Regions from separate parts of the Mus musculus genome. Here all the other regions are linked to region 1. The links are chromatin contacts, called in public HiChIP or PLAC-seq and Micro-C maps. All regions are on one chromosome and are shown on one strand. The core of a region is the stretch at or near the end of the contact, and the rest is flanking DNA. Distances in the headings are between cores, read along the strand shown.

Evidence for each region. A called contact is a pair of places that touch in the nucleus more often than the background predicts. HiChIP or PLAC-seq counts read pairs in DNA pulled down with a chosen protein or histone mark.
Region 2: an HNF4G HiChIP or PLAC-seq map of pancreatic cancer cells shows a contact between it and region 1. The contact joins the promoter of Spint1 here to the promoter of Itpka in region 1. A contact is called at or near these places in 1 of 39 promoter capture datasets (liver), 1 of 484 Hi-C or Micro-C datasets (embryonic stem cells) and 2 of 115 datasets of contacts at active chromatin or transcription factors (embryonic stem cells and pancreatic cancer cells).
Region 3: a contact with region 1 is called in an HNF4G HiChIP or PLAC-seq map of pancreatic cancer cells. The contact joins the promoter of Jmjd7 here to the promoter of Itpka in region 1. A contact is called at or near these places in 6 of 39 promoter capture datasets (embryonic stem cells, hippocampal neurons, neural stem cells and 1 more), 5 of 484 Hi-C or Micro-C datasets (CD4 T cells, embryonic stem cells and muscle stem cells), 11 of 115 datasets of contacts at active chromatin or transcription factors (embryonic forebrain, embryonic hindbrain, embryonic stem cells and 3 more) and 3 of 9 other capture datasets (adipose tissue, embryonic stem cells and liver).
Region 4: a Micro-C map of embryonic stem cells shows a contact between it and region 1, with 2.5 times the contacts expected there. The contact joins the promoter of Chac1 here to the promoter of Itpka in region 1. A contact is called at or near these places in 2 of 39 promoter capture datasets (the 3T3-L1 cell line and embryonic stem cells), 1 of 484 Hi-C or Micro-C datasets (embryonic stem cells) and 1 of 115 datasets of contacts at active chromatin or transcription factors (bone marrow-derived macrophages).
Region 5: a contact with region 1 is called in a Micro-C map of embryonic stem cells, with 4 times the contacts expected there. The contact joins the promoter of Pla2g4e here to the promoter of Itpka in region 1. A contact is called at or near these places in 1 of 39 promoter capture datasets (liver) and 1 of 484 Hi-C or Micro-C datasets (embryonic stem cells).
Region 6: a Micro-C map of embryonic stem cells shows a contact between it and region 1, with 2.4 times the contacts expected there. The contact joins the promoter of Dll4 here to the promoter of Itpka in region 1. A contact is called at or near these places in 6 of 39 promoter capture datasets (the 3T3-L1 cell line, cranial neural crest, embryonic stem cells and 2 more), 5 of 484 Hi-C or Micro-C datasets (embryonic stem cells and stem cell-derived neural progenitor cells) and 2 of 115 datasets of contacts at active chromatin or transcription factors (embryonic stem cells and memory CD8 T cells).
Region 7: an H3K4me3 HiChIP or PLAC-seq map of embryonic stem cells shows a contact between it and region 1, with 2.9 times the contacts expected there. The contact joins the enhancer-like site here to the promoter of Itpka in region 1. A contact is called at or near these places in 2 of 39 promoter capture datasets (embryonic stem cells and neural stem cells), 5 of 115 datasets of contacts at active chromatin or transcription factors (embryonic stem cells, pancreatic cancer cells and stem cell-derived neural progenitor cells) and 3 of 9 other capture datasets (adipose tissue, embryonic stem cells and liver).

What each region holds. Positions count from the first base shown.
Region 1 is chr2:119,741,079-119,744,533 of GRCm38.p6, reverse strand. It overlaps Itpka (inositol 1,4,5-trisphosphate 3-kinase A), which reads right to left and starts at 2,197. Exons shown (of 7, transcript NM_146125.2): 1 at 1,673-2,197. The coding sequence starts at 2,155.
Region 2 is chr2:119,235,957-119,239,140 of GRCm38.p6, reverse strand. It overlaps Spint1 (serine protease inhibitor, Kunitz type 1), which reads right to left and starts at 1,781. Exons shown (of 11, transcript NM_016907.3): 1 at 1,669-1,781; 2 at 898-1,440. The coding sequence starts at 1,354.
Region 3 is chr2:120,025,801-120,028,893 of GRCm38.p6, reverse strand. Jmjd7 (jumonji domain containing 7) reads right to left here and starts at 1,411. Exons shown (of 8, transcript NM_001114637.1): 1 at 1,318-1,411. The coding sequence starts at 1,381. It overlaps Mapkbp1 (mitogen-activated protein kinase binding protein 1), which reads right to left. Exons shown (of 30, transcript NM_011941.3): 30 at 1,491-3,093. It overlaps Gm28042 (predicted gene, 28042), which reads right to left and starts at 1,411. Exons shown (of 27, transcript NR_104353.1): 1 at 1,318-1,411.
Region 4 is chr2:119,349,836-119,353,304 of GRCm38.p6, reverse strand. Chac1 (ChaC, cation transport regulator 1) reads right to left here and starts at 2,063. Exons shown (of 3, transcript NM_026929.4): 1 at 1,669-2,063; 2 at 913-948; 3 at 1-116. The coding sequence starts at 1,902.
Region 5 is chr2:120,243,460-120,246,903 of GRCm38.p6, reverse strand. Pla2g4e (phospholipase A2, group IVE) reads left to right here and starts at 1,569. Exons shown (of 20, transcript NM_177845.4): 1 at 1,569-2,218. The coding sequence starts at 1,997.
Region 6 is chr2:119,324,181-119,327,721 of GRCm38.p6, reverse strand. Dll4 (delta like canonical Notch ligand 4) reads right to left here and starts at 1,938. Exons shown (of 11, transcript NM_019454.3): 1 at 1,516-1,938; 2 at 1,135-1,407; 3 at 602-659. The coding sequence starts at 1,581. Gm14207 (predicted gene 14207) reads left to right here and starts at 1,525. Exons shown (of 4, transcript NR_030683.1): 1 at 1,525-1,741; 2 at 2,393-2,554; 3 at 2,746-2,877.
Region 7 is chr2:120,042,870-120,046,416 of GRCm38.p6, reverse strand. Sptbn5 (spectrin beta, non-erythrocytic 5) reads left to right here. Exons shown (of 67, transcript NM_001370938.1): 62 at 1-37; 63 at 145-249; 64 at 750-815; 65 at 1,132-1,233; 66 at 1,338-1,420. Pla2g4b (phospholipase A2, group IVB (cytosolic)) reads right to left here. Exons shown (of 20, transcript NM_145378.4): 20 at 3,384-3,547. It overlaps Gm28042 (predicted gene, 28042), which reads right to left. Exons shown (of 27, transcript NR_104353.1): 27 at 3,384-3,547. Among named protein-coding and RNA genes, the nearest start is that of Gm52559, 5.9 kb to the left of the region's middle. Within about 2 kb of position 1,891, at least 59 of the 459 cell types and tissues checked have an H3K27ac peak or open chromatin away from gene starts, as enhancers often do. A contact at or near this core is called in embryonic stem cells and pancreatic cancer cells, where this site is marked.

The DNA of each region.
Region 1 (3,455 bases), core at 948-3,447:
GACCCCTGCCGGAGCTACCTACACTGGACCCAGATTTAGACTGCAAGTCCTCCTCCACACAGCCTCTCCCTGAGCAATTAGGGGGTCCTGGCGGGCGGAACAGGGAAGCGGGTGTGCCTGCGCCCTAGCCCGGGTCCTCCCAGCTCTCACCGGTCGCGCCCTTCACAGGGGCCCGCCTCTCCGTGTCAGAGATTAGAGCAGGGGAGTGGCAGATCTACGGTACAGGTTCTTCAGAGGTCCTCCCACTGCTCACAAGTCACAGTATTGGGGAAGCCTCGGCCTCGGCGACATTCGCCTCAGTACCTAGTCTAGAGTCGCCCCAAGAACGACCACCGTACCGGATCGTACGGTGTCAGGACGAAAGGCACAGAGGACTCGTGACTGAGCCCCCGCACCTACACCTGATGACGGGAAGTGGGGGGACGACATCCTTGCTGTGAGTCCCCCACCCTCTTTTCTCTTTTGTATTGCAAGTCTCTGAGTCACAGTGCCACTTCGAGTCGTTACACTGCCTCCCTCGGTCCAATCCTAGTGTGCAGGGATGCCAGGTTCCAGAAGGCCCAGGCCACACCTCGGCGCTCTTCTCAAGGTGTCTAGGCAACCTGGGCGCGCGTCTTACTCTCGAAGTCGCCAGGACGCGGCCTTCAGGGCAGAGCGGGGCGTTCCCGGTTTTTTTCTCTCTCTCTTTCCACTCGAGGAACGCTTGCGTAAAATGCATCTAGAGCAACGCTGCACAGTCCACAGGCAGTTAGTTTAGTTATCTGGCCATGGTTAAAACAAGGGAGATTACTGACACAAGAGGATCGCAGGTTCAAGGCCCGAATAGGCTATAGACTGTGTTTCACTGTAACTTGGCAATTTAGTGTCAAGAAAAGAGGGCTAGGATGTAGCTCAGTGGTGGTTGTGCTTGCCTACTGTGTTTGAGGCCCTGAGTTCAACCTCCAGTCAAGGAGGGCCATACCACGAATAATGACTTCACCTCACACTGGCTGGTGATAGCTGCCGGTTAAATTGGCCCGGGAACATTCACATTGCCATACAGAGACTAGCAAGCTCTTGTCAGCCTCAGTTTACCTTTCCCAGGACACTTAGGAGCAGTAGGCCAGGGCGAGGAGGGGGGACGCAGCAGGTGGATCTTGGTTCCGCTCGGTTCTAGCCCTGCGCCCCTCCCTTCCCGCATCCACGCCTCGTGCGCGCGCGGGGAGCAGACGGCAGCGGCTCCGGAGCAGAGCCAGGAGCTCCGCTCCACTCCCACTCAAGAGAGGGAAACCGTGGCAACGGCGGGGGTGGGGCCGCGGCACCGAGAGGGGGAGGAGAGGGAAAAGCTCACGCGCCCCTTTTTCTCTCAGGGCTCCCGGGGCAAGGCTACCCCGCTCTGATCTCTCCAGCCCTACCTGACAGTTACCCAGGTACGCCAGCCGACCCGCCGGCTCCCGCTCCGTGGGTCGCGTACTCCTCAACCTCCTTTAGACGCCCAGGCACTCAGTTACCATCGCCTGCCTAGCCCCCGAAAAAGAACCAAGGCGAGAGGTCGTCCTGGGCTCCCTCTCCGCCCCCATGCCCCCTGTCCCCCGCTTGGGCTCTCGGCGGGGAACGCAAGCCGGTCAGAGCAGAGCAGAGAGCGGAGTCCCCGGCGCGCAGCCCCCGCTGGCCCCGCCCCCGCGGCCCGTACCTGCCCCACGTCCTCGCTGGTTTCCAGCTGCACGTTGCCGCGGCTCCTGCTCTCACTGTCGCTCAGCAGATCGTCCTCCGAGTCCTCGAGCAGCGACGAGGAGCCGGTGGAGGAGAGGGACGAGGTGGAGAGGCGGCGTGGCTGCTGCAGGTGCGACCCCGCAGCTGGGAGCCAGTTCCCCTCCTGGTCTGGCGGCCCTGGGCTGGCCGGGGTCACATCCTCCTCGCTTGTCACAGTGAGCTGAGGGATCACCGGGGCAGGGGCAGCACGCGGGAGCCCGTTGGGCACTTGTCCCCCACGCCGCTTGGCCCCGCGGGCCCGGGGCTCCCCTGCGGCTGCTGCAGCGGCGACTGCGGCGCAGCGCGCTTCGAAGAGCAGGCGCAGCTCCCCGACGCTCCGGCGCGGAGCCCTCTCCAGCCCGGGGCTGCAGGGCCCCGCGCCCCGTGGCCGCGCCATGCCCGTCGGGCGCCCGGGCAGGGTCATCTCCCGGCACCGGAGCCGCAGCCGAGCCCACCAGCCCGCGGCGCGGCGGGGACTGTAGACGCTCAGCGCCCCGGGCTTGGGACTGCCCCGGGGCGGAGCCTCGGCAACGCCCGCCCGGCCGCGCCCCGCCCCGGCCGCGCCCCCCGCCCACTCCTTTCACTTTCTGAGAAAGCGCGGGCCTCCGGGGGCCCTCGCTGCTGCAGGAGGCTTGCAGTGTCCCGAGTGTAACGTGGAAGTCCCAGGTCCGGCCCCCGCCTTATCTCTAGACCTGCCCTCAAGGTGGCAGAAGGGACCTGCCCCGCACCTGAGCCCAGTGCCCTCCCGCGGCTTTTGAGGGATTCCTTCAATGGGAACCAGAGGTCTTAATCTGCACAGGAAGAAGCTGTGCCCATTCTTTCACTCGCTTCCTCGGGCTCCTTTCCGTGTTCCAACCTTCCTGGTCAAAGTCTTTTGAGTCTCTGGGGCTTTTCTCTGGCCTGGGCCCCTTAATTCGGAGTTCAAGGCCGTCAGCCACCCAAGGAAGCCACACCTCAAGGAGTGTGCCCAACTAGAGTCTGTGGCCAGGGTCGAGCTGAGACTGCTCCCCACCCCCACCCCTCGAAGCTCTCCACTTCCCAGCGGGCAGAGAACAAGGTCAAGAGGCGGAGTCTGACTCTCTCCAAGTATCACAGCCGGTGGTGGCCTGCATTTCCACCGCCCCTCTCCAGCCCCCCACTAGCTGTTTCTTCTCCTCCTCCCCCTCCTGCCCCTTTGGAGCTTTGTGGTTTCAAAAGGAGTCCTTTCGCCTCTCTGAACTGCTGAATCTCCTTCGTCGCGGAGCTGCAGGGTTGCTCTGAGAGTAAAATTTTAGAGATGGGTGTTGAGTGCGTAGCTCAGCGGTAGAGCACTTGCGTAGTACGCGACTAGAACTGGATTCCATGCCCAGCATGAAAGGAACGAAAAAGTCTTGGTGCTCCAAAAATGCGAGTGTTTTTTAGTGTTGTAATAGACAGCCAGTGTCTCGGGCCACCCTATCTTGGCTCACTCCTTCTATCCATCTCCCTATCTGTAAACAGAAGAAAAACTTCACACGGCCTAGAGTTATGGCTGCATACTGAAAAGAGAACACCGATGTAGAAGTTCAGACACTGGAAATCCTTCTTGTCATCTCTGAATGGGTCTCTGGCCTCTGCTTGCAGGTGCTCAGCTGAACTTCAAGGCTACTGTGAGCAGAAGCCAGACTTGTCTGCCTTCCCCTAAAAGAATTGAGGGTCCTGTCATGGAACACCTAGAACAACAACCCTGGGATTGCTGGGGCAAG
Region 2 (3,184 bases), core at 532-3,031, 500 kb after region 1:
AGTAAAATGTTAAGAGAGCCAGCATTAGTTATAACTGTGACCCACTCCTGTCCCAAATCCCCACCTGTCAACACCAACAGGCAGAGACAGTAGGCTGCTGCAGTCCTGCTCACAGGCCACTGCCCAGTCAGGCCAAAGACTTATTCCCCATTTTGCCTCCATCATCGAGACAAGGTAAACAGACAGCCAGGCCTACCATATCCTAAGCAGGTCCAGCCCTGCTTGGCTCACGTGGACAGGCACACACACCTGCTGGGCCAGCTGACATCCCTCACCTACCAGATACACATACCAGCAGGTTGACTCACCCCAGTGGCCCTCCTCACCCCTCACCAGAGAGTGTCTAGGAGACTGGACCCACAGCACAGTCCCTCTCCCACAGGAAAACCTTTGCCTGAGTTTGTCCTGTATTGTCTGGAGGCCTGGTTATATCATTGGTCCCACCTGCAAAAGGCCAATCTATTCCCAGGGCAGAGACACTAACCTGTACCTTATGCAGCCACCGGAGGAGACCATGGTCAGGCTCATTTTGTCAAGGCCTCAAACGGCCCAGGACAACACTTGGCCAGGATGCCTTTCTAGTAGTCACTTGGGCGCATCAACGTTCCCTGACTTAGCCTATCAGAGACAGAGGTAGCGAAACCTAGAAAGTCACTTCACTTCTCTCATAGGCACATCCTGGGCTAGGCCTTCAACCCCCAACTCTGAACACCCTTCAGGAGCCAGAACCTGAGCCCTGAGATGCCATCCTTCCCCAATCTCCCATCCCCTTTGTTTACAAAATACTGCCTACTTCAAAGGGAGTCGATGGAAGGGCTCTCCTCCCTAACTCCTTTTTGTTGTCTTCGCCAAGCCTCCCTAACCTGCCTAGCCCTTCTGGCCAGCAACTTTCCTCACCTCCAAAGCCTCGAGTCCGCAGCTCGCGGTAGGAGCGGTAAAGCTCCTGAGTAAGATAGTTGATGAAGCCCTCCTTCGGAGCGAACTTGCACACGAAGTTCTGCTCGTACAGGCAGTTCATGAGGAAGCAGGCAGAGATGGCGTCCTCGCCGCCGTCTGGCTGCAGCTCCACCAGCGCCAGGTTGCAGTTCTGAGTGGTGCAGCAGGAGCGCACGCAGTCCCAGCCGCGGCGCGCCGTCGGGGAACCCAGGAAGGTGGCCCCGTTGCTGACTGAGGCTTCGGTGTCCAGCACAAAGGACGGCACCCCGCTGGTAAAGCGGCTCAAGCAGGCGGCTCCCCCGGGAAGCTCAGCGGGTGCGGACGGCAGCTCGGCCTCGGTGGCCTGGAGGCCAAGCGCGCAAAGGAGCCATACGCCGACCGCAGAGATGCTGGCCCGCGCCAGGCGGCGGCCCGCCATCGTGCTCCCAGGGGCCGTCGCCCTCCTCCCCGAGGCGGGGGTCACCTTCACAGTGCGAGCCTCCGGGTTCCGAGGGTGCTTGTGACCTGAGATGGGAGGAGGCAGAGGAGACACACCTGATCAGCTCGGGTAGGGGCGCGGGGCACTGGGAACAAGGAGGCGCACGCAGGACGATCCGCCCACGCACACTCGGACCGGACCGCCGACGTCCGGCAGAGCACCGCTCAGGAGCTCGCGTACCCCAACACAGAGCGGACGTCCGCCAAACATGCCCGGAGCCCGCTGGGCGTCCGCCTACCGTCCGCCCCAGCTACCTGCGCAGGTGAACGGGGTGGGACCGCCGACGATCCCGCCCGGCTTCCGCCCGGCTCTGGCTGCACGGAAGATTGGCTGCCTCCTCCCGGCCTTTCTAGTTTCTGGTGAAACTGAGTCAGAGCGCGGGGCGGGACTGGCATTAACCCCTGCGCCGCCGGCCCCGCCCACGCCGGTTGTACTCCCACCGGTCCTGCCCAGCAGAACTTCCGGCTGGACCCGCCGGGCGGCTCAGCCACCCCAGACCCAGCCGCAGCGCCCGTGGTTTCCGAACGCCCAGCGGCGTGGGTGAGGCCCGCGTGCCCTGGAGGCGGCTCTACCCTGGCTCCACGGAGTCCAGCCACTCGTTGGGTCCCTGAACACCAGAAGTGCGTCCCTAAGCCCACATTGGGCCGCGACACCCCTGCAAGGTGGCGCAGGTGCGGTTGCCTCCGGCCTTCCTTTCCGGTTAGAGCCGGCATTCCCTACCCTTGGCTGGGGGCGTTTGGGAAGGAGTTGGAGGAGAAATGTCGGGGAAAGCTTATGCAAACGATTTCGCTGTCTGTGGCCTGCCCTTGGGACATCATTTCCAGTTTTCCAGTAAGAAGAGAACCCCAAAGTTGGATAGGCTGCGTTTGTGTAAACCAGATCCTGGGATTCGTGCTTCACTGATGCAGCTCAGGACAGCCCTTCCTTCTGCGAGAGTGGACCAACAGGTGATTCCTGGTATCCTGGCTTCCCTGTTTCACCCACAGGAGTGCATTCCCTTTTGTTTGCGCCTCTCCCTCATTCTTGTAAACATTTCCTTTTGAACTCTTCATCTTTTGTTGGTAAATTGTCCCCTTCCCTGAATCTCAGGTTTACTCTCCCATCCCAAGGGGAACTCCCAGTGAGTAGTTGACCACTCTCTTCCACATAAATTCCCTGTTTGGACACCTGGAGGCTCCAGCTCTCTGAAGGGTTCAGTTAATCTCCCACGCAACAGGGAACACCTTCATACCAAGCTCATTGCTTTTCCTAAATGAAAAACACGCAGTCCTTTCTTCACATCCCAGATGTCTACAGGACATCTACACTCCTGTTTTCTTTCAAATTAACTTATTTCTGAGACAAGGCCTTGAAAAGCATCTCTGGTTCTGCATCATTTCCTAGTGTTGCAATTACAGAGATGAGTCACTATATCTGGCAAGATTTGTCTTATTTATGCCCCCCAGCCCCCCAGGAGAGACGGATCAACAGTTCAGAGCAATTGCTACTCTTGTGGAGGACCAGAGTTCAATTCCCAGCATCCACATCTCAGGGCTCACAGCCTCTTGAACTCTAGCTCCAAGGGGTCTGAAACCCTCTTCTGGCCTCCTCAAACACCTGTGCAAATGTGGTATTTATTCACACATACACACACATACACGTATCATAAATATATATATATCTTTAAGACTATAAAACATTTGGCCTAGTGATGGCACTGCTGATGGCGCTGGTGTTGGTACAGCACTTGGGGAGGCTGGCAGATCTCCTGAGTTCAAGACCTGCCTGGTC
Region 3 (3,093 bases), core at 162-2,661, 290 kb before region 1:
CTCTGACTCCTGAGTGCTGGGCCACCATCACCTGACCTGAACCTGCCCTTTTCCAGCCTTTGGGTTTTCTATAATTATGCTGGTTTTATTTGCTCACCATTTCCTTTAGAGGGTGGGTGTTTTTCTCCCCTAAAGCTTCAAAATGAACTTCAAACAATTCCTTTGACCCAGCAATTCTGTTAAGAATTTGACTGACAAAAATAAACATAAACACAAAGTCTGCTCCAAGCTCAGTCCACACTGCTTCCTGGATATAGCAGGCACACCCGCTCTGAGGGTTTAGCTGACCCATCAACCGTCCTCCAGGGCAGTGCTTCCTAATGCTCTACCCTTTAAGACAGTTCCTCATGTTGTGGTGACCCTAGGCTGTAACATCATTTCGTTGCTACTTCATAACTGTGATTTTACTAGTTATGAGTCACAAGATAAATGTCTGATGTTCAGGATATCTGACATGCGACTGCTCTGGGGTCTCGACCTCATAGGTTGAGAATACTGCTCTAACCACCTGTGTGTGACACAGCCGGTAAATTGACAAAATTGTGCTTGATCAATTGCTCTCCCTCTGTGTGTGGGTGTGCGCATGTGTGGTGTGTGCCTGTGTATGCATGTGTGGAGGCCGTTGACATTAGGTGTATACCATTCTCCACTTTATTTTCTGAGTCAAAGTCACTGAACCTGGAGCTCAGCAGTTGCTAAGCTGGCAGGCCAGGGAGCCCCTGGGGTCCTCCTGCCTTTCCCTCCCACCTCTGGAATCCCATCAGAAGTCCACCATCACCACACCCAGTGTTTTCTGTTAGTGCTGGGGATGTGACCCCAGATCATCATGTGCTTAAGAGCTTTACCTACCCACTTAGCCATCTCTCCAGCTTGTTTAATGATGGGGTAGTGAGGACCAGAGGAAGAAGAAAGGAAACACACAAGATCAACTGGGCGGCTGCCTACAATCCTCAAAGCTTGGAGTCTGAATGAACGAGGGAAGTCGCCTGCTTCTCTCCTCAGAACCCACCAGCATCCGAGATGTTTGAGGTGAAAGTATAGCATGGCAGCGCACGGGGACTCAGCACCCCGCTGGCTTTGAGAATGGCACCATGACTACCGTCAGAGCTGTGCTGGGTCTTGAAAACTACAACTGCACCCCACGAAGGCAGCCAGGCGTGCGATCCTGAGCTAAGGAGCCGTCCGCCAGCTAAAGAAGGGTACACACAAAACTGTGTGGCCACCGGTCGGACACTCATGCACACTGAGTTCCAGGGTGCCCAGGCTCCCTCCGCGCTGTCCTCGCGCGGTCGCTGCTGCCTGTGAGAGTGCACTCACCGCGAGCCGCCGCCGGGAACTCTTGCAACGCCCTCCGAACTGCCTCCAGAGCCGCCTCCGCCATGACGGCCGCGGGACAAGAACCCGCCCCTATTTCCGCTCCAGGATCGCAGCCCCGCCCCCGTTTCCGCCCTCTAGGAGGTGCAACAAGCGGCGCTCTTCTCAGAATTTGCTAGCAGGTTAACAAATGATTGTGTTTATTGACAATTTCATACATCCGTACAAACGAAACGTTAAAACAGTCCCACCCCGTACAGCCGGGGAGGAGACAGGCGCCACAGTATAAAAGTTATAAATAAGGGGCTTTCAAAACTGGGATAGGACAAATCTGGACATGGGCAGCAATTGCCAGTGGCCTCAGACATGCAGAAGAGGACAAAGTGCCACAGGCCACAAGACCCCACCCATGCAGGGTAGTGGCGCTTTCTCTAGAAGGGCAGGCTGGCATAAAGACCTCTAAAACCTGGTGGAGGTCAGGGCAGTGGGCCGACTTCTAACCCCCACACTGCCAAGGGGCCCACCTCAAGTGGCTTCGGTTCTTTGGGCTAGGAGTTTGACTATGCGTGTGGTAGAAAAATGGGAACACATGGTTTGGGTATTCACATGGTTTGGGTATACTCAACACTCAGGTTGAACCAACAAAGCTAAGCACCCATTAAACCTAGTTTCCTGCTAGCCTCTGCATTCAGAGCTGGGAAGTGGCGTTGAGGTTTCGACAGGTTTGTGTTATCTAAACCTGGTGAAATGTCACTACTCTGCCTTCCCTGATGCAGAGGAAAGGAGGGCCCAGGCCCAAAGACATACTCACTCCAATTCTGCAACCACCTCACCACTTCTTCCAACATACAGCTTCTCTCTCTTTTTGCTACTCTCTAACCGTTACCTTAACTCTATCCCTACCTCTGCCACCTACCTGTCCGGCTATTACTTTTCCAGTGGTCTCTTGCCCAGTGCCTTCATTCCACAATCTCCAGTGTCCAGTATTTCTGGGCACTCAATACTGCCTTTGAAAAGAGCCTCCTCCATGAGCCAGGTGACCCATAGGCCATCTCCGGTCAGCCTGGCTGTGGACACCACAACTCCAGAATTTCAGTCTAGTGTATCCATCCCTTTTTGTGTTTAGTGTACCCATCCCTTTTTGTGTTTCTGGATCAGAATTCCAATTAATCCAGGCTAGTGACGCTGAGGCAAAAATGTGAGGAAACCAGGTGCATACCAGCCAGGCAAGTGTTCTAAAATGAGCACTCAACTGTGCATATGATTTGTGTGTGTGTGTGTGTGTGTGTGTGTGTGTGTGTGTGTGTGTGTGTGTGTGTGTGTGTGTGTGTGTGTGTGTGGCCAAGGTTCTAGGAAGGTGGGCCAGTGCCCTGTAAACCATAAGGGTACTCCCAATACAGGTTTCTGATTGCGCATTGCCCAGGATGTAGGGAGAAAGTGGTCCCCAGGGATTCAACAGTCTGCTGGGGACCAGGGATAGAGAACAAGGAAGCCTAAGGGGCTGAGGAAAGTAGGCCAGGCTTTGCTGTCTGCCCAGCAGAGGGGTTTCACTGTCCTGCAGCAAAAATCCCACAACTAGCTCCACAAGGGGGAAAAGGGATGGGGCCAGAAAAAACACTAGGGCTCTCTTGCAGGGAACATGGGATTGGAATGTGGGGGCTCAGTTCCTGATACCAACTCAAGTTTTCTAATGGCTGGGAATACCCTGGAGGCCAGGCAGCTGTCTCACTGCCAGGAGTTGGGGGGAAACTACCCCTGCTCTGGCAGGCAGGGGAGTGC
Region 4 (3,469 bases), core at 814-3,313, 390 kb after region 1:
AAGGTGACTTCCTTAGTGTCATAGCCACCAAGCACGGCTTCCCTCACATTCAGGTACTTCAGGGCCTCGTTCACCTGCTCCCCTCGAACTTGGTATGCCACACCCCAAGTGCAGCCCTAGGGAAAAACAGAGACACTCCAGTCAGTCACAGAGCTTGATGCTGGTCCTGTGTTCATTCTAGAATGTTCCCCTAGACACATTCCACACCTATGTTCTATAAAAGAGGTGGAGGGGGTGGGGAGACGTCTCAAGGGATAGAGGTAGTTGCTACCATGCCTGATGATCAGATAACCTAAGTCCAATCCCTGGGACATGAATGGTCGGAGGAAAGAATCGACTTCCATCTTGTCGTCTTGCTTCCACATCTGACCTACAGCGTGTGCACATGCGTGCATGTACAAATAGATGTAATTTTGAAGTTTTATGTGTATGGACGTGTGTGCCTGGCGACCTGTGATCTTGGTGGTCAGTCAGAAGAGTCTGATTCCCTGGAACTGGAGCTACAGATTGTGAGTTACTGTGTGGGTGCTGGGTATCAAATCCAGGCCCTTTGGAGAAGCAGAAGGTGCTTCTGACTCCTGAGCCATTTCTCCATGAAGCTTTAAAAAAAAACTAACGTGTTTGACTGGCTGCTGAGCCACCCAGAAGCAATACCCTTCACCCTATTTCCCTTGAGTTTTGTTTATTTTGAGACGTCTCATATAGTACAGGGTGTCTGACCCAGGATTCATTATGTAACCAAGAATAACTCTGAACTCACAGAAATCCATCTTAATAAGACCCTCCCTCAAGTGATTCTCCAAGAAGCATGGAGTAAGCTAGCTACACTTCCACTCTCCCCACACAAGAGCTCTGACCCTCTGCACCCTGATACATCAGACCCCAGGATTCTCTTCTTGACTGCACACTTACCTCACGGTCTTCAAGGAGGGTCACCACTCGGCCAGGCTAGACAGGGAAGAAAGGTTTTGAAAAAGACAAATTAGATATTAGCACTTCCGAAAGGACTATGAATGAACCTTATTGACATGGGGGGCTTGCCTGTCATGCACAAGACCTTAGATTCAATCTCCAGCAACACACACACACACACACACACACACACACACACACACACACACACACACACCTTTAGTCCTGTTGTGACTTGAACCTGTAGTTCCAGCACTTCAGCACCAGAGAGAGAGATTTGTCACAAGTTTGAGGCCACATAGCAAGAAATAGGTAAGATGGAGGAGGGGGAAAAAGAGGGGGGAGAAGAGGAGGAGGAAAAGGAGGAGGAGGAGGAAGAGGAAGAGAAGAACAAGGAGGAAGAGGGAGAGGAAGAGAAGAGGAAGAGGAGGAAGAGGGAAAGGAAGAAGAGGAAGAGAAGGAAGAGGAGGAAAGAGTGCCAGCCTAAGCCCCAAGCCTGGGAGAGGACCTTTCATCGAGTGACATGGAGTGATGGGCAGATGTGGAAGAGACAAACAACGAGCGGCCCAGATTAGTAACCAGCACAAGAATCCACAGGTGCAATCACCAACCTGATTTCCAGGCACACAAATTTAAACCACAAACCAGGTTTACAATTTTCTCTTAGTTAGCCCAGGGTCCCTGCCACTCCAGGATACGAGTGCCCACTCTCCTGCCAACCCCACTCCACTCCTCTGGGCACAGAAGGATGCTCACCATCTTGTCGCTGCCCCTATGGAAGGTGTCTCCCTGCCAGAACCGTCGGCTATAGCCACGAACGAAGCCCACACGGCTGTCACTATAGGCAAAGTCCGGCTTCCACACTAGGGAGCCGTACCCGAAAATCCACAGGGCTTGGGGGTCGCCATCCCCCCAGGAAGGCTGCGCGGATGATGGTGCAGGGGACAGTGAAGGAGGCGGAGTGCTCTGGGATGCGGACTCCTGCTTCATGGTGCCGGGCGCAGGGACGGACCCGGGTGGCCTCCGAGACTGGTCTCCGGCACGGGCACGGAAGGACCGACGGACGCGTACACCTGGCCTGGCACCGATCGGTCGTTCCAGCTGAGTGGTCCCTCCAGAGGCGCTCTTTAAACCCTCCGGCCAGGAAGGCCCTCAGACTGCCTCCAGCTGTCCCTATGATTGGGGCGGGGCAAATCTCTTTCTGGCCAATCACCTTTAGATTTTGCTTCTCGGTTAACCGCGCCGCCCTCCGAGTGGGTACCAGAGCAGCCCGCCCCAGGGCCAACGCGCGTGCTGATTGGTTCGGCTCCTCCTCCCGTGGCAGACCTGGCAGGAGTGATGCAACGGCAGGGAAGGTTTCCCCAGAACTGGCATGCAGCAAGGGCGAGTCAGATTGCGTCAGGCTGCTGGCACCGGGAACGGGCCTTAGAATGGGCGCGGGCACCCGCCGTCTCCCGGGAAGGCCCTCTCAGTGGTCTAAACGGTGTCATCCCTGCAGTCCAGCCGGTGCACCTGGCAGAATCATTGCCGCCCAAAGCAGTGGCCAGTGCAGGGCACGACCAGTAGGAATACTTTGGGCGGCACGAATTCTTGCCTTTGGGGCCCCGCCTAAAAGCACGCACTGCAGAGAAGCTGTTTTGGACACCCTCCGCATTCCACTCTGGTGCCTCATACTGTTGCCCACGTGAACAGCTGGAGAAACTGAGTCACGGGGTGGTAAGGGGTTTTGCAAAGGCTGTAGTTGAGTCAGACTGGTTGGCACAAGCATGCAGGCCTCACGTGACGGCTACACCCGGGCCAAATGTGAGACCCCTGAGTTCAGGCGGGTTAGAAGAAAAGTCAAAACTAGACAGCCTTGGGCAGAGTAGTCACATTGAGGATGACTGTTAGTACCTGTGGTACAAAGCTACAAAGAGAAGAATGCCAGGCCACTTTCACCCCATGGGTACGGGTTTCATTCTCTCTAGCTTGAGATCTTGCAGCAGTGGGCAATTTACATAGGTACCAAAGTTTGGAGAAACGTTGGTTAAGGACAGCACAGAGGACTAAGGGCACCTGCAGCCTTTTCCCATAGCTTCTTGCCAGGCAGTGGGTATGGGCCCTGGCACTGACGTGGGCAACCAGGCACCAGCCATCTCCTTGGAAGTTCCTCTCTGCCTGAACCCTGCAAGAGTCACCATTGGGCTAGGTAGTGGTGTCACACTCCTTTAATCCCAGCACTTGGGAGGCAGAGGCAGGTAGGTGGATTTCTGAATTCCAGGCCAGCCTGGTCTATAGAGTGAGTTCCAGGACAGCCAGGGCTGCACAGAGAAACCCTGTCTCAAAAAATAGAGGGGAAAAAAAAAAAAAAACAGTCACCATTGGCAGGTCTCAGGATCTGTCTCCCCAAGAGCTCACCCTCTCTGGTGGAGCCAGTGCCACCCCAAACTGCAGGATGGAGGAGAGGTCGAGTTTTGCTTCCTAGGCAGCAGCAAGAGGCAGCCTCTCTGGGCATCTCTCATTGGGAAAGGGAAACAAAGAGCAGAAGGCCTTTCACTAGGGTGAACAAACAAGAGTG
Region 5 (3,444 bases), core at 320-2,819, 500 kb before region 1:
CTCAGGGGAGGATGTGAGAATCTCACTCAGAGGGAAACAAAATAGTCATCAGAGGTGGATGGAGTGCGGGACTGGGTGGGAGAGGAGGTGAAGAAAGGAACAGGGATGGTGATGATCAGGTGTGGGAAGGGGAGGGAGGGGGCTGGGAGTGAGAATGGAAATCAGTGGGGGGAGCATCTCTGGGACAAGCTGGAGACCTGGGTTGGGAGGAGGCTACAGGGAGTCTATGGGGGTAGCCTTAGCTGAGATCTCTACCTACCAGCTCTTCCAGTAGCCAGGTGGGACTTCCAGTGGAGGGAGGGGGACATCAACCCACCCACAAAACCTTCACCCCAAAATTTGTCCTTCCTATAAAATGCACAGAGATGAAGATGGCGCAGAGACTGAGAACGGCCAACCAATGGCTGCCCAACTTGAAACCCATGCCATGTGAGAGAGCCAACCCCTGACACTGTTAATGATGCTCTGCTCTGCTTGCAGACAGGAGCCTAGCATAACTGTCTCCTGAGAGGCTTCATCCAGCAGTAAAGGGAAATAGAGACCCACAGCCAAACATCAGGCAGAGTTTGGGGAGTCCTGTGGAAAAGTGGGAGATAGAGGCTGGAGAGATGGCTCAGCAGTTAAGAGCACTGATTGCTCTTCCAGAGGTCCTGAGTTCAATTCCCAGCAACCACATGGTGGCTCACAACCATCTGTAAAAGAGATCTGATGCCCTCTTCTGGTGTGTCTGAAGACGGCTACAGTGTACTTTAATAAATATAATAAATATTAAAAAAGAAAAAAGAAAAGAAAAGTGGGGGATAGAATTGATCAAGCCAGAGGGGTAAGAACACCACAAGAAGACCCACAGAATCAACTAACCGGACCTATGGGAGCTCAAAGACTGAATGAACCATTATCCAAAGAGCATGCCCTGTAGCAAATGTGCAGCTTGGTCTTCATGTGGGTCCCCTAACAATTGGAGGGGGTGCTGTCTCTGACTCTGTTGTCTGCCATTAGAGTCCCTTCCCATACCTGGACTTCTTGGTTGGGTCTCAGCGGGAGAGGAGGTGCTTAGTCCTGCTGGGACTAGATGATCCAGAGTAGTTGGTACCCAAGAAGGGGGTGTGTCTTCTCCCGCCTCTGAGGAGAAGGGGAGAGGATAATGGGAGAAGGGTTTTGTAAGGGCGGGACTGGGAGGTGAGGAGGGAATGGGACTGTGATTGGGATGTATAATATATAAAAAATTTGGGGGAAAGGAAAAAGAGAAAAAACTAAGCAAGCGTGTTGTGTTAGCGCACTGCAAGATGGCGCTGGAGAGGCAGCTCAGCTTCTGCGGTCAGGAGCGCATGCTGCTCTTCTAGAGGACCTGGCTTGCTTTTGTTTTTGTGATTTTAAACATAATACCATGGTGCATTCTCTTTCAACTTCATCATATCATTTATCAAGCCAGACGAAATGAGAGGCAAGGTTAATGACCAGTCTCCACCATCAGCTGAGAGCCTAGAGGTGGGTATTTGTTTTCATAGCTCAAAACAGAGATGCGGGATGAGGAGCAACAATTGAGCAATGGCTTTACGGGATGAGAATGCGAGTCTCCTTTAGATCCTGCTAGCCTCAGGCATATCGCCAGCCCCCGCCCCCCTTCTCTGGGATATATTGAGTTTCACGCTTAAAAATAGCTCTTGCAGTGCAGAGCTGGAGACAGCCCCGAGCCTGAATCGCAGCTCTGCAAAGCCGGTCTCTCCTCGTCTAGCACTACGTAGTGCGGGGCGGCGGCGGCGGCGCAGTCCTTGTTGCGTGCTGACCCTCTGCACACCACGGAACCTTTCTTTTACTCTTGCCAACCAGGTTGCTCGAAATGTTTCCGGCGCTCCCTTAGCGAAGCTGTGACCTCTTTCCCTCCCTCCCTCCTTAAAAATTTATCTGACATTTCTCCTGGAGGAACCTGCTGACACCTTTCCTTTCTCCCAAACCTCTCCTGAACTTCCCTGAGGATAAAATCGGCTCCAGCTCTATGCAGTCTATTCCACACTCCGATGAAGCAGACGTGGCTGGGATGACCCACGCCTCAGAAGGCCACCATGGCCTGGGGACCAGCATGCTTGTCCCAAAGAACCCACAAGGGGAAGAAGACAGCAAGCTAGGAAGAAACTGCAGTGGATTTGAAGATGCACAGGACCCACAGACTGCTGTGCCCTCCTCACCTTTACTTTCCATGGCTTCTTGCAGTTCTCAGGTATGTCTTTTTTCTGAGGGGAAAGGCTCCTGTCCCCTTAAACTTGATCCCGCCCCTCTCCTGACTCTGAATAAGATCACATGTGTTCTTGCAGTTTAAAGCTCAGATTTTGTTAATTTTTTTCTTTTTCTGGAGGTGATCCCTCTCCAACCCCATCAACCTACCTGTCTTTACCTCTTTGTGTTCAGAAAACCAGCTAACAGAAGTCGTAACCCTTGAACGAGTGTATCCTGCTATGTATCCAATACTCTGTTAGGCAAGGATTCATGTATGCACTTAGTGAGATGATAAAGCTTGGAGATATTAGACATCTATTTTTTTTAAAGATTTTAAAAAAGCTTTGTATATGTATGTGTGTGACTATGTTTGTGTATGTCACATGTGTACAGTTATCTACAAGGGCAGAAGAGGGAGTCAGATCCCCTGGAGCTGGAGTTACGCCAGAGCCTTCAGCCTTGTTAAGGAATCTATTCAAGATCACACAGGTGGTTTTGAATATGAATGGCCCCCATTGGCTCATACATTTGAATATTTAGTCACCTGGGAGTGGACCGCTTTGGTAGAAGTAGGACTAGTACTGTTGCTTTGTTGGAGGAAATGTGTCATTGGGGGTGGGCTTTGAGGTTTCAAAGCCCCTGCCAGGCCCAGTAGTCCTCCCTTCCCAACCCACCTCAGCCCCCTGCCCCACCCCCACCTACGGATCAGGATATAACTCCCAACTAAGTCTCCATCACCATGCCTGCCAAATCTGCCACCAAGCTCCCACCATGCTAAAAATAGACTAAGCCTCTAAAATTGCAAACCAGCCTCCAATTAAATTCTTTCTCTTCTAAGAGTTGGTATGGTCATGGTGTCTCTTCACAACAATAGAACAGGGACTAAGACAGATGGGTATCTATTTCTATTCGTGAGATACTGAGAAGAAAGAAGGCCATGCTAGTGAAGGACCCAGCATAGTGCCTGGGACATACCGTACCAAGTGCTCAAATATGCAGTCCACACGCAATCCACACAGCAGTGCTGTTCATGTGGCAACATGCTACTGAGAAGGGAGCAACATCTTAAATAAGTCCTATCTGATAAATGTCGTACTGTACAAAAGCCAAAGTGCGTCAGCTCCCTCTCTCTGCTTCCCTCTGTTTGTTGCTGGGGATCTGGGATGAAATGGTGATTCACACTTTGAGGTCTATCAGTGAGCCTGGCCTATGTCTCCCTCACAAGGAGCA
Region 6 (3,541 bases), core at 689-3,188, 420 kb after region 1:
GGGGGCTTGATAGCATTCAAAAAAGGGTACAATGGACGGATGTTAAGATATCCTAGGGTTGTGGAGGCAGATACGGAGGGGAAAGAGGAAAAGAGGTCAAAATGGAAAAAAAGAAAAAATTTAAAGGGGGAAGTTTTCTGGTTCGAGAACTGGGAGCAAGGGGTTCTGTTCTAGACGTAGGTAATGGTTTTTCTTTTTCCTTTTCAAAGTGAGAATTGTTGTGCTGGTGAAATATCCTTTTCCTCTGTGTCAGAACAACATCCCAAAGCCATTATTCCCTTTCCAAAGGAGCGGAATTCGCAAAAGGTGTAAAATACAGGAAGAGGCCCGTCAGCGGCGCTGGCAGCCTCGGCCTTTCTCACCGCCGTGCTCCCCGCGTTCCCACGCCAAAAATAACCCGCAGGAAACGCAATTGTGCTCTGAGTCCAGGCAGCGAGCGGAATCCGAGCGTCCAGCGCGGGGCGCAGCTCCGGCCAAGCTAAGCGTCCTGGCCCCCACCCCCCAAGCCTGCGTCCCCAACCCCCACCCCCGCCTATAACTGGTTAACTCTTTCGGCGCTGTGTGATGTCGCCCCCCTGTGGCCGAGAAGTTAGATACTCACCTGGCCGCAGGTCGTCTCCCGGTGTGTGCCAAGCTTGGATGTTGAGTGAGAAGGTTCCCTGGGAAGCAAAAGGGGGGGTGGGGGACATTAGAGATAGCGATATCAGCAGGGAGGGAAAGGAGGGGGTGCCTCGCAGCAGCCTGTTTAATTAATCTAATTGCAGGATATAGTTACGGAGCTCGGCTCAACATAACTGGTGTTCGCGCAGCGCTGCGCGCGAGCTGAGAAGGCAGGGGAGGGATGAGGGATGCGGGAGTGTAAGTGAGAGCCGGGGGGTGGGCGGGCGGCGCCGCGTTGGGGGTTTGGTAATGAAATTCGTATCCCAAGAATTGGGGAGAAGGAAAGGGAAGAAACTGGGAGGAAAGACTAACCAAAGCCTCTCCGGGATGATCCTATGAGAGAACAGGGGGGCGGGGGCAGAAGAGAAAGAGCCCTTGGGGCTCTCCAGAGAGCGCTTTGGAAAGGAGCTCTGGTGTCCCGGCGCTCCCTTCTTTCCCTTCGGTTATCTCCCGGTGCATTTAAGTTGTGCTTACCGGCCAGGTGAAATTGAAGGGCAACTGCAGAGGGTTGCGACCACTGCCGCTATTCTTGTCCCTGACGACGAAGGAGTTGGTGCCCAATACCGGCGTGGAGACATTGCCAAAGGTGCAGGGTCCCTCGGAGAAGGTTGCCTGGAAGTGCTTAAGGCAGATGCGGAAGAAAGTCCGGCAGCCCGGTTCGCAGGACTGCCCATTGGCCAGCATACCGCGCTGGTTGACGAACTCCTGCAGCCGCAGCTGGAAGATGCCGGAGCCCGCAGCGCGCTGCTGCACAGGGACCGAGAGAAGGAGGGAGGAGAGCGGTCAGGCTCAGCCGGGGCCGGGGCGCAAGCCCGGAGCGCTGCGGGAGGGGGCGGAGAGGACGTGAGACATTACCTGCGGCCACAGTACCGCCAGCAGCAGTAGCGCCCAGCGACAGGCGCTCCGGGACGCAGGCGTCATCCCTTGGGGTGTCCTCTCCACTCCGGGACTCCGAATCTGCTTGTTAGGGATGTCGCTCTCCCGCAAGTCCCGTCTGCCAGCCGAGTTCCTGAAAAGCTGATTCCCCTCGGGACGCTGCTCCCTTGTCGCCTTCTCAAAAACTCCGCTGCTCGATGCCTCGGTAGGTAATCCAGGTGAGGGCGACTGGGCGGTGGCTGCTCTAAGTACGTGTCCTGGAGCAAATCCTAGGGTCTCGAGCGGGCTAGTGAGGGAGTACACTGCACCCAAGTGACTTTGGCTGCAGCTCTTGGCCTCGGGTTCCTAGCCTGCGAGCAGCGCCGCTACTGAAACCTGCTTGCTCCAGAGCCTTTCTTATATATATTGGCTGCTCTTCGCAGCCTGTCAGTCAGACAGACTCACGGTCACTCTCCCCTCCCCTCCAGGCCTCTAGTGGCTACAGTCCCAGCACCCACCGGAGGGGGCCTCCGCCCCCGCCGCTCCCCCTGTCAGCCAGCCAGTAGGGCGCAGGTCCCCGCCCCTCTTCCAACTTCTGGGCTTCCAGCTCTGCGCGTGCCCGGCGAGCAGTCCTTAGAGATCGTCTGCTTAAAGGCTGAGACCCTCGCCACCAGAGGATAGGAGGGTAGCCCAGTGATGCGGCGGGAGGTGAGGTGGTTCCCGAATGGTCCAGGGGGTGGAAACTCTAAGGGGTCCCCGTAGGCGGTGCACCTGATCCAGGCATTAGATACCTACAGTCCTCTAGCAGGTGGGGAAAGCTTAAACTAGGAAAGCAAAAAGCAGGACCAGGGGATTTGGATCTCCCTTTCCTTTCCAGACTTTAGGTAGCTCCTGCCTCGCTGGCCTCCAGCCTATGTGTGCCCACCCTCCACGCGTCCCCAGCACCGCAGGGAAGCCATCCGACGCCTTAACCTTTCCCTGGCTATTCCAAGCAAGGCAAAGGGCCAAGCGTCTAGGACTCTGGTCTTCTCTGCACCTGGTAGGCGTGTCACCTCAAGCAGCAGGGCGTGCCCAGCGCGTGCCTTCTCTCTTTGTCCCCCACCCCCACTCCCTCCTGGCTCGTGCTAGAGCCAGGACTAGAGGTTCGAAAGAGAGGTGGGGGGCGTGGTTCTCGAAGTGGGGGGGGGGTCCTCAGCTGTATGGTAATGAGGTTCTAGTCTTTTCCCTCAGTGCCTATCTCACCTGGGTCGCGCTTGGTCTCCATATCCTCATCCTGGCCCCCACCCGCGTCCCCTAGCTCCGCTGGAGTAGGGAGGAAACTTTCTTAATTCCAGAATTTCCTTGGGCCACTTGAGAGGCAAGGTGAGAGAGCTTGAGGCTGATCAGGTCTAGATCTCTCTGCATAGGGCAGGATGTAGGGTGGAACTGGAGGCGCATAGAGTTGTTTGAGTTTCGGGTGGTTTCACCCATGTCACACGCGCGCCTCTCCCGGGTGGCCTCCGAGCGCAAACCCTGCAGCTGCTTTCCCAGAACCCGTCGTGCTCCCCCGAGGCTGCAGACCGGGGAGGGCTGGCTTCTCCCAGTTTTGGGGGGTGCTAGATTTCTCTCTCTCTCTCTCTCTCTCTCTCTCTCTCTCTCTCTCTCTCTCTCTCTCTCTCTCTCTCTCTCTCTCTCTCTCTCTCTCTCTCTCTCTCTCTCTCCTACAGTGAGAGCGGTGGGGGCCCTGTGGCTTCAGCTGTCAGCCCTCCCGCGTGGTGATTGCTGGCTATGGTCGGACGATAAGATCAGTGCGGGCGGGGGTTGAGGGGAGCAGGGACGCGGCTCCAGCCCCAGGGAGGCCGTGGTAGGGGGAAGTGGAACCCAACAGCTGCCAATGACGAACATGGTCTGATATTTTGACTTGGGTGGTGGTGATGGAGAATTGGGGGGGGGTAAGAAACATGAGGTTGTGAGCGTGGGGTGGGGGGTGGGGTGAGGTGAGGCGACAGGCTCCGGGGTCCCCCACGCACGGCCACCCCTCCCAGCC
Region 7 (3,547 bases), core at 642-3,141, 300 kb before region 1:
CTCCTGGGAGCGCCTGCTGCTGGACCCCAGCTGTGGGGTAAGGGGAGGCAGACCCTGATATTCTCGGTTCCCTGACCCTTGGGGCTAAGCCTGGGGGGGGGGAAAGGAGAGCCAGCACCCCAGAACAGAACACATTTCTCTCAGCACTCGGTGTTGGAAGTGGAACGCCTGCTCTACAGACACGAGGGCTTAGAAAAGCTGCTGGTGGCCCACGAGGAGACATTCATTCAGCTTCAGACGATGACAGAGGTTCAAGGGCTGGAGGAGGGGAGGCTGGGGATACTGAGAAGAGGCACGAGGGGTATAGGGGGGGACAGTTGGTCAATCTACAAGTTAGGGCTCCTTAGGGCAGCAAGGCCTTGTGGAGTCTTCCTCAAGGCTTCTCCTTTAGGAAAGCCACCAACCCTGCCATGCAGGGTTCCGTGGGTGCACGAGGAGGGATGATTTACTTTAGAGCTGAAGCATGATCATAGAAGGGACCAGCACTCTGAGTGGGAGAGAAGACGGGAGGACTCGTGTTTGAACACTAGGGGTGAGCTGCACATCTGGCTAAGAGGAAGGAACTGTAGCGTGGTAGCCTCGTTGGACTACCATTATCTCCCTGGAGCATGTAGCCAGGTCACAGGGGCACAGGTATCCAGGGTCCACACTCTGGAGCAGGCCCAGGGGCCAGGAGTGCTGGGGGGGCACTAGGAAGGAGGAGTGGGTGTCTCCCTTCTGACATCTGGGCCCCCATCTTGTATTTTCAGGAGGCAAAGGGTGGTCATGTCACGGAGGCATCTGTGGAACAGCAGCCCCCCACAGAAGGGAGGCAGGTGCGTGCTAGCTCTAACTGCAGGCAACCATATTCAGCAACCATCCAGGCCTGCCACTGTGGCTTCTGGTAGACTCCTGTGTAACTTCCTGGGTGGTCTCAGAGAAGGCAATAGTTTCTACCCACAGAAGAGGAAAGGGGAAGAGAAGGGGCTTACCCCTACCTGCTTTGGTTGCCAGGTCAAGAACTTCCAACCTCTCGGTTGTCCTGTCTGAGCCCACCCTTGTTTCCTCTTCCCGGTGAAAACTGTGAGCAGTACTTTTCCTGAAAGAGTCTGAGGCCTGGCCTGGGGGCCCTTTTCCCTGTCTTCCCCACAGCCCAGAACCAGCTTCCCAACCAGCAGCCATGGGATCTTGGCAAGGGGAGCCTCGAGCCCATTCTCAGATATGAGGAAGGCAGAAGTGCCAAGTGGCACTGGGGTAAGAGCTCTCAGGCAATTAGAAGCATCTCAGGGGGATAGAAGATAGCTCCCATAGGGAAAAGCCAAGGGCCCCTGTGATCCCTGTACCTCATTGCTCCCCAGGAACTGGCTTACGTGTCCCCCCTTGTACCTGAGGAGACTGAATGTGAGAGGCTGGAGGACAGAAGGCAGACTTTCTTCCCAAGGTGAGGGTTATAGGCCTGGCCCGACAGCAAGCTTGGCTGGGGCTATAGGCAGAGGTCCAGCATGACAGGTCAGCTTAGAAGGCAGGCTGAGCATCTCTGAGTTCTGTTTGCAGTGTTGTCTGAAAAGCAGGCTGCAAGCTGGCAGCCAGCCTTGGGTAGCATGGCAGGTGGGCTGGAGGGGAAGGAAGGAGGGGCTGCTGGGGCCCAGGTTCCCAGTGTTATTGTACCTTACAGAGCTATGAGCTTTTACAGCCCATCTCTCTAGAAAGTGAGCCTTGCGGCTTTTCTCAATGAACTTACTACTCTGAGTGGCTTAAAAACTCGCCAGACACAGATAATCAGTAGCAGAGGTAAAGATTTTCCTGTCCTGTCCCCTTTGGAGTCTGTACCAACTCCCTACCTCCACCCCACCCCTTCTAGCCAGGGACTGTGTGGGCTCTGTTTCTTTTGGGACTCAAAGGCTGTGTTAACTCCAAATGCTGTCTTGATTGGTCTGGACTGTGGCCACGCCCAGGTCTATGTGCAGAAAGAATGTGCAGAACACACCCTTTGCCATTTGTGCCTGCCTCACGAGTCTGCTGGGTTCTCTGTGGAGTGGTGTGTGTGGGGGGGTTCCTCCCTGTTCCTTGGTCCTAGCTCCCTCCCTCACTGTCATCACCTCCCCTTGTTCCCACCTTTTTTCCAGAATCCCAAAGGAACCCTGGATTTTTCCACCTCCCTGCAGTGAGCTCTCAAGGAGTCTGCTTGGAAGTGTTGAGCGCTCACCCACACTGTAGCACCAGAGTAGAAAGGCAGACAAGGGCTGACTCAGCATGCATCTTAGTCCCTGAGCCAGGGACACAGCTTCTAGGAAGGAGCCGTCTTGGGCAACATGAACCTTACCCTCTGGTTCTACAGCCTAGAACCCAAGGTCAGGCTCCCAGCTGAGAGCAAGGACACTGTATCCAAGTGGGATACTGGTGGAATGGGTTTTTCTCTTTATCCCAAGATGCCAGGACTCAAGGCCCGCTCTGTTGAGTGGGCTTGTGAGACCCCCACATGGGAGACCCTGGCTCCCACACCTCAGAAAGCTGGAAGCCATCACACCAGCACTCTAAGGTGACAAGGCTCTCTTCCCCCATAGACTCCAGGAACATGCTATCACAGGGGCTCACTTCCCCCCCCCCCATCTCCCCACCTTCTACACCTACCCCTCAGAAGCTCCACATGCCATTACTGCTCTGGCCATCCCCCAGTCAAGAGTCTCTCTGGGTGACCACACACCCCTGGATGCTCCCCAAGTCCTCACTCTCAAACTTCTTTTCCTTGCTCTCTGAGACATCTGAGACAGTGCCTCTGCTCTTTAGCTCCATCCTGACTCCATCCTGTCTTGTCTCTGTTCCTGATTCCAGGGGGATACAGGGTCAAGGTGTCAGCATGTGCAGGCCAATGGCAAGAAGTATAAAGGCTAAGGGATTAGGCAGACTGAACGCAGGCTCTCCTTTGGCATGCTCAGCCTCACGTGGATCCTGGCTTCATGCTCAGCCACCTCAGCTATGCCTTTCCTATCTCCAAGCCAAGGGGCTTTGGGCCCTCTAAGAACTGGGGTAGGGTACTTGGGGCATCTCTAAGAATTGGGGTAGGGTACTTGGGGCATCTCTAAGAATTGGGGTAGGGTACTTGGGGCATCTAGATGAGGATGTGAATACCTCCCCCCCCCCCCACATACACCCAACACCAGTCCCCAGGTCCAGTCAAATACATCTGTCATATACATCTAGGCTGGCACTCAGCTATGTGCCTGAAGGCCCTCATGCTGTAACAGGTGATGGCCATGGTGACAGCCACAGCTGTGGTCCCTCTGCAAGCCTCCGGTGCTCCAGCTTGATTCTGATGCACAGGAGGAGGAACAGGACTTGTACTAGACGCACCAGTTTCTGGTGGTCCTGGGACTGACCTGAGGGCATGTACTTTACCACTGAGATTTAACTTTTTAAAAAAATATTTATTTATTTATTTATTTATGTATTATATGTAAGTACACTGTAGCCGTCTTCAGACACTCTAGAAGAGGGCATCAGATTTCATTACAGATGGTTGTGAGCCACCATGTGGTTGCTGTGATTTGAACTCAGGACCTTTGGAAGA